Regions from separate parts of the Rattus norvegicus genome. Here region 2 is linked to region 1. Evidence: chromatin contacts called from public Hi-C data. All regions are on one chromosome and are shown on one strand. Each heading gives the region's core, a stretch centred on a gene start, on an enhancer-like site or on the middle of the called end of the contact. The rest is flanking DNA. Distances are from core to core; before and after follow the strand shown. Region 1 holds the start of Trpm7 (transient receptor potential cation channel, subfamily M, member 7). Region 2 overlaps Sppl2a (signal peptide peptidase-like 2A).

The links. Hi-C and Micro-C count contacts between places; a contact is called where the count stands out from the background.
Region 2: a contact with region 1 is called in a Hi-C map of liver, with 1.5 times the contacts expected there. The contact joins the enhancer-like site here to the promoter of Trpm7 in region 1. A contact is called at or near these places in 3 of 12 Hi-C or Micro-C datasets (hepatocytes, kidney and liver).

Annotation. Positions count from the first base shown.
Region 1 is chr3:134,586,071-134,589,949 of GRCr8, reverse strand. It overlaps Trpm7 (transient receptor potential cation channel, subfamily M, member 7), which reads left to right and starts at 1,837. Exons shown (of 39, transcript NM_053705.2): 1 at 1,837-2,090. The coding sequence starts at 2,088.
Region 2 is chr3:134,623,409-134,627,287 of GRCr8, reverse strand. It overlaps Sppl2a (signal peptide peptidase-like 2A), which reads left to right. Exons shown (of 15, transcript NM_001107770.1): 11 at 1,382-1,438; 12 at 2,170-2,272. Among named protein-coding and RNA genes, the nearest start is that of Sppl2a, 21 kb to the left of the region's middle. Within about 2 kb of position 2,212, at least 1 of the 93 cell types and tissues checked has an H3K27ac peak or open chromatin away from gene starts, as enhancers often do. A contact at or near this core is called in liver, where this site is marked.

The DNA of each region.
Region 1 (3,879 bases), core at 588-3,087:
AGGAATAAGCCAGGAATGCTTCGTGATAAACTTTGTGATTAAATGCAGGGCTGTGACTCTCTCTCTCTCTCTCTCTCTCTCTCTCTCTAAAGATTTAATTATTTATTTTATATATGTGAGTACACTGTTGCTGTCTTCCGACACACCAGAAGAAGGCATCAGATCCCCATTACAGATGGTTGTGAGCCATCATGTGGTTGCTGGGAACTGAACTCAGGGCCTCTGGAAGAGCAGTCAATGCTCTAAACCACTGAGCCATCTCTCCAGCCCAATTTAATGTATTCTTGAAGATATATATTATGGGTATGGGGAGTCTTGGAACCGATTCCCTACAGAGATCTAGAGACACTTGCAGTGTGAATGTTGGTTCTCAACCTGTAGGCTGCATATCAGATATCCTGCATTTCAGATATCTACATTATGATTCATAACAGTGGCAAAATTACAGTTATGAAGTAGCAATAAAAAGAATTTTATGGTTGGGGGAGGGTCACCATAATATAAGGAACTGTGTTAAAGCCACACAGTGTTGGTAAGGTTGAGAACCACTGAGTTAGAGCGATGAGATCTGTACACACAGGAAGAGTTTAGCAAGGGTGCCAGAAATCTGGGACTATTGAATATGTTCATTGCCTTGATTGGAGTAGTGATTTCATGTTGAAGTTTATCAAATTGTACACTTAAATGTGTCAATTATTCATCAGTGAAGCTGGTAGGGTTTTTATTGGGGGAGGGGTGTCTAATTGAGACAGTGTCTCACTAGGTATCTCTGGCAGACCTGGAAGTTGGCTTCTAACTCACAGAGATTTGCCTGCCCCTGCCTTCTAGAATTACAGGCGTTTGCCTGCCCCTCCCTTCTAGAATTACAGGCGTTTGCCATCTTGATTTTTTTTTTTTTAGACCAGTAGTGGTACATGCCTGTAATCCCAGCACTCGGAAAGTTAAGGCAGGAAGATTACAGTAAATTTGAGATTAGTCAGAGTAAAAAGAGCAAAGATAGAGGCAGAACGGAGCTTCAGGCAGTGGAGCCTTTACATTTGTAAGAGCGAAAAGATGATGTGTCAAAAGCAGATTTGGTTTTGTGTTTTTAAGACGGTGTTGTCATTCTAACCCTCACTAGTCTCGAATTTACTGCAATCCTCCTGCCTCAGCCTTTTGAGTGCTGGGATTACAGGCATGTGCCAACTACTCCAGGTCAAAACAAAAAACAAAAACAAAACAAAACAAAACAAAAAAACCAAAATCCAAAATCCTTTCAGGATGGCGAAAGCTGGCAATCCCAGAACTGTGGGATTAAAAGCAAATTCCATAGTTCAAGGTCATTTTAGGTCAGGAGCCTGAGCCACAAGGGACTCAAAAAACACTAATTGTCTGACATTCCAGTTCCAGATGATCTAGGGCGGTCTTCCGAGGACACTGCACACATATGTTACACAGACATACATGAGGCAAAACACACATACACATAAAATAAGCCACTTATAATAGCAGCGATAATAACAGACTGCACCCTTGATGGGAAAGGATAACGTGTGGGAAAGCTATCGCTAATAACCAACATAGACCGATGCGATAGCAAAAGAAACAAGACAATCGTGTCTGGCCGCGGGAGTTACTTTTTGGCGAACCCGGGGATCCGGTCATTAAAGCGGAACAAGTTCTCACAGACGGAGGCAGGGGAAGCTGAAGCCAGCAACACCAGGGAAAACCGCAGCTCTGCGCTTCCCGGCCGGCGGCTGGGCGGGGATTAGGGGTAGGCCGCAGTAAACGCGCCCTTCACGTGACACGCCCTCCGCGCGACGCACTCGACGCCCCCGTCACGTGGCTGCCGCGGCCCCGTCTCCGGCGGAGGCGGGCGCGGGCGCGTCCCTGTGGCCAGTCACCCGGCGGAGCTGGTCGCACAATTATGAAAGACTCGACTTCTGCTGCTAGCGCTGGAGCTGAGTTAGTTCTGAGAAGGTTTCCCGGGGCTGTCCTTGTTCGGTGGCCCGTGCCACCGCCTCCGGAGACGCTTTCCGATAGATGGCTGCAGGCCGCGGAGGAGGAGGAGGAGCCGCTGCCCTTCCGGAGTCCGCCCCTTGAGGAGAATGGTACGGAGCCGGGCCTGGCGCGGGCGGGCCTCGCGGGAGCCTGTGCGCCGCTCCGGGGAGCTCTGTGGCCCTCTGGGCGCCTCCGCTCGTAGCGGAGCCGCGGAGTTGACACGGAAAGGGAGGGAGGGCTGAGGTGTTACGGAAAGGAGAAGGGAGCGGGTTCCGAGCTGTGACTTATTGGCTGTGCCGCAGACTCTCTACAGGTACATTTTCTATTATTATTACTTTTTAATAGAACGGGAGTGATTTTGACGGTGTAGACTGCGTTGTGGTTCGGGCTTTTCTTTAGCAAGGGACAGGGAAGGGACAATTCCTGGGAGGCTGAGACTGCGTTGCCAGGTCTGCGTCGAACTACCTCATCTGTTGTCCCAGACAGTTTGAAGCCAATGTGCAGACTGGAGGGAGTCGGTGTGTTGCAGCGTTGGCTAGAGCTTTTGTTGTTAAGGCCAGGAACCGGATTTGGAGATTTCTTACAAAGAAAGCCATTTAGATCTAGGATCTGAGCAGGAAAGGCATTCCTGCTCAGTAGTTTAACTTGATAGGCTTTATGCAAACTGGTGTTCCTTTGCCGAAGTCTGACAGGTTTAGTTTTCTTCTTTTTCTTTATTTTTGAGACAAGGTCTTGCTTGTAACCCTGGCTGGCCTGGAACTCGCTGTGTATACCAGGTTGGCTCTAAACAGAGATCCGCTTACTTCTGCCTCCCAGAATTAAAGACGTGCGCCACCACGTCCGGCTAGGTTTAGAAGTGTCTTTAAAAAGTACATGTGAAAGTAATGCATTTCTCACTTTGGTTTGAGAAGTCATTGAAGACTACTTTTACTTGAGACTGGGTTACATGTAGCCCAGGCTGGCCTCAAATCCAGAGGCCCTCATTGAGTTCCTTATCCTCTTGCCTCCATCTTCTGAGCTCTGGAATTACAGGTGTCTGTCACCTCGCTTTTCCTATTTCTTGAAAGGAAAGTTCAAATCCCTCTACCTCTGCTAAATCATTTCATTTAAATACTTACGGCTTTGATTTAAAGGACTCTACTGGAGGGTGAGTTGAATCCAAGTGCCTTGCAAGTCGTTAAGTACTGACTATTCAGTGGTATATCTAGTTTTTCATTTTAGATGGTAAACAGCATACATTTGTTTAAAATGTTTTCATTAACCCCCCCAACCCCCAAAATAGCTTTAGTTTTGTAAGTAATTCATATATGGCACATAGTTTGAACTTAGTATCGTTTGGACATGCATAAACTTGTTGATTCTGTAAGAAGAACAGTCTCACTTTAAAATTTAAAATTAAGAATCTTAATTTTATTTTTTTACCCTGCTTAATTCCTAACTAATAGTGAGTTGAGTGATTAACATTACACTATGCATTTGAGTTATAGTAAAATCTTAGGAGAGCTTAAAATAGTGTGTGTGTGTGTGTGTGTGTGTGTGTGTGTGTGTGTGTGTGTTTCTTTTCCTCCTCCTTCCTCATTGTCATCTTTTTTTTTCCCCTCCAAGACCAGGCTAGCTTCTAAATAAGAGATCTGCCTCCTGAGTGCTGGGATTAAATGCTTGCACCACCATGCTTGACTAAAAAGTGGGTTTTTTATTCAATAATTCAATTCAGTTTCCTCACCTTTTGGGTCATCTGTCCAAAAAAAAAAAAAAAATCACTTGGGAATAATGGGTCTATACTATATAATTCTTATTATAAATTGTTATTTTCATGAGTCTGTTACAGGCCATGGAGCTGGTTCCTTGGGTAAAGGTGGAAAAGAAAGGGATTAAGATGCCAAAAATCAAAGAATTATG
Region 2 (3,879 bases), core at 963-3,462, 37 kb before region 1:
CAGACGAGCGGATCACCATGAGTTCAGGGCAAGTCTGGTCCATAGAGTGAGTTTCAGGAGAGCCAAGCTTTATAGAGAAACCCTGTTTCAAACAAAACAAAAACCCCAAACCCTCACAAAGCAGATAGTCCTCAGTGTGCACTGGAAGTGCAGCAGTAAAGGGGAGCCAGGTTCTGAGGTACCCTCCCCTCAGCCACCTTAAACTTGGTATCGGTTTAATGTCAGGTGGACTTTTAAAGGCACAGGCCTTCTAAAGGATGAATCCTTTGAGTCTTATATTTTGTGTGATTAGTACATTTTTCACTTTCTTTAACTTCAGGCCTGTGATTTCTAGCAAATCTGTTGTAGTACAAGAGGCTGGAGGTGCTGTTTGGACTCATTGTTGTAAATGTCCATTTAGTACCTTCTCAGTTTGACCCTTTGCCTTCCTTGTGACTCTGTGCTTTATCTTAGTAGGTCATGAAAAACGTGTGTCAGGTGCTGCTCATTCCTGGTTTTTATGATTTTCAAAATCCAGTTTGTATGTCTTCTCCCTGGTCTGCTGATGCATTTTTTCCTATGAAGCATAAAAGCAGATGCCTCACACAGAGTGTGGTAGTGCACACCTGTATCCCAGAGCTTGGCTGCAGAGGCAGGCAGCTCAGGAGTTCAGGGTCACCCTTGGCTAGATGAAAACGACAACGAAAAGGTCACTTTGTGTACTCTTAGCCTCAAAGCTTCACCTCCAGGCAGACAGGGTTACAGGAGAAAACTTGTTTGTGAACACCTTGTCTAGCCCACAGAAAAGACTTCAGCAGACAGGGAGGAAGCTTCCACTCAGGAGGATGCTAGGATTGATCAAAGAAAGGAGGCAGGGTTGACCCGGAATGGGAATCAGGCTGAAGAAAGTTGTCATATTCTATAAGGTTGGGTCTTTTCAAATTTGGCTTTATGATTTTATTGTGGGAAATACCAGAAGATCAAGTGCATTTTTATTCAAATAAGGTTACTTATATTTGGTAGAAAGCTAAATTTAAAGAATTCTAGTGTCTTCTTCTCTGATGCTGAAAATGTCTAAGAGCCATAATACACATAGTAAAAATATTAAAATACTTGAAGTTCACCACCTATTAACATGTTAGATGTCAGTATAATCCAGATCTCCAGGTGTACTTGAATAATATGCCCATCTGATAATTACTGAGCTCTAGAAAAGTGTAGTGGTGTGCGAGCTGTGTTTTGTTTCAGATTCAATGTCTACTGTTTGTAGAGTCTGTGGAAGAGGCAGTTGATAGCCCATGTTCAGTTGGCAGTAGGCTGTGTGCCAGGCGCTGTCAGTCATCCTTGGGTTGTGCTAGGTTATTCTCTTAGATGACTGAACAACATCTCTTCCTCCCTTTAGAATGGAGAGAGCATCATGGTGGAACTTGCTGCTGGGCCTTTCGAGAATGCTGAAAAGGTGGGGATGGTGTGAACAGCAATGTTCATCCAGTTGCTGTCTGCCTGTCTGCTTCCTACTGTAGCTCATTGGTCATGGGTGCATGCTAAGGTGTTATCAAACTTATTTCTCACAAAGATAGCCATTTTCTTAGTTATTCTAAATTATTAAATACCTATTGACTTGGGTTTCATCCTAGAATGATGGAAACTTTGTGGAAGCCACTGCTCTGCACTCAGCTCCCCATGAGAAAGTAAGAATTGTATTTCGGATAAGTTCATTGGACTTTAAATCATACCCTCTGTGAGGAAGCTCTTCTTTGGGTGGGGAAAATGTAGACTGACCAAAACAAAACAACAACAAAACTTGTCAAGATCCGAGTCCTATTCTTGGTAAAAAGAAAATAAAAATGTAAAGGTTAGCTGTGGGGGGAGTATGTGCATACTGTTCATCCTCCATGTGTTGGATATAGTTCCTAAAAACTACATGTCTTATTCCTTCAAGTTTTTGTACAATCAGTTTCAGTATGTATTATGTATGTGTATGTTTATGTCATCTTTAGTTAGATTTTTTTCAAATAATCATTCTAAAAACATCAAAACGATTATTACAGTGTCAGTGTTTCTCTTCCTAAAAGAGAGATTGGGAAGAGACTTACTGGTTCATTCTCTCCTTCTCTCCCTCTCTCTTCTTCCTTCCCTTTCCTTCTCCCTGCTGCCCTCCCCCTCCTCTCTTGTTTTTCTTTCTTACAGTTGCCAGTAGTTATCAGGGTGCCAAAGCTCATGGATTACTCAGTCATGAGTGTGTGCTCAGTGCCCGTTTCAGTGCTGGGGTTCGGAGATATCATTGTTCCAGGTGAGTGAATGTAGTGACTTTAGCAGAAGCATATTACAGCTTCAAGAATGATGTTCACAGTGTCTGGTAAAAGTTACACAGCTCTATAATTTTTGGCTGTTATTAGAACTGAGATCAATGACAGAGGTTTAAAAAAATGCACTGCAAAGGGTAAAAGAGAAGTCAACCCTCAGGACAGCCAAGGAAAAATGTCTGCTGCTAAAAGGTGCCTTGGGACAGCAAGGATCCATTTATCCTTTTCTAGAAGAACATGTTTCATTTCCTCCTATTTGATAGCAGTAGTGATATTTTAGGGAGTGCTTTAGGGATGTCAGCAAGGTAGGGTTGAAGAAGAAAAGGAAGAGAACCCCAGCTTACATGGCCTTATAATAAAAGACAATCCAGTGGGGAACCAGTCACACTAGTCTGTAGGTTGGGGTAGGCAGACACCTGCTGGAAGACTAGAGGTTTCAAGACAAGGGACCAGACGAGGCTAGGACACTGGATGTGAGACTCAGGCTAGATATGGGGAAATTGTGGAAGGGAGGGTCAAGGAGAGTTACCTGGCTAGACACTGGAGATGCACATCTAAAGTATGTATTTAATACATATAACATGAGATTTCTTCTTCGGTGATGTTCAACAAATTTCTTCTAAAAATGGGTATTGAGGGGTTTTTTTTTTGCTTATATATTTGGATATATCAGCTTGCATTTCATTTTTTAAAATTCTTAGTATTGGGGCTGGAGAGATGGCTCAGCAGTTACCAGACTTGCTCTTGTAGAGGTCCCAGGTTCAATTCCTGGCACTCACCCAGTGATCCAAACCCTGCAAGTTCAATTCTAGGGGATCTCATGCCTCTTTTGACAGGCACTAGGCACACACATGGTGCATATGCATACATGCACATACATACAGGTACCATCAATGTTCAAGCCTGTAAAATAAATAAACTTTTAAAAAAAATTTAATCTTTTCTTACACTTCATATTTTATCTTCATCTACCCTCTGCCCACATCCCATACCACCCCCACCCGTCTCCATGAGGATTCCCCACCACCACCCCTCCCCACTCCCTGGGGCCTCCAGTCTCCTGAGGGTTAGGTGCATCTTCTCTGACTGTACCCAGACCTGGCGGTCCTCTGCTATGTATGTGTCGGGGGCCTCACAGAGGCTGGTGGTGCTGCCTGGTTGGTGGTCCAGTGTCTGAGAGATCTCAGGGGTCCAGGTTAACTAAGTCTGCTGGTCCTTGTACAGGGTCGCCTTCCTCCTCAGCTTCGTCCAGCTTTCAACCACAGGGGTCAGCAACTTCTGTTTGTTTGTTGGGTGCAAATAGCTGCATCTGACTCTTTGAGCTGCTTATTGGGTCTTTTGGAGGGCAGTCATGATAGGTCCCTTTTTGTGAGCACTCCATAGCCTTAGTAATATTGTCAGGCCTTGGGGTCTCCCCTTGAGCTGGATCCCACTTTGGGCTTGTCACTGGACCTCCTATTCCTTAGGTTCTTCTCCATTTTGCCCCTGCAGCTCTTTTAGACAGGAACAATTCTGGGTCAGAGTTTTTGACTGTGGGATGATCATCCCTCACTTGATGCCCTGTCTTTCTGCTGGAAGTGGATTCTACAAATTC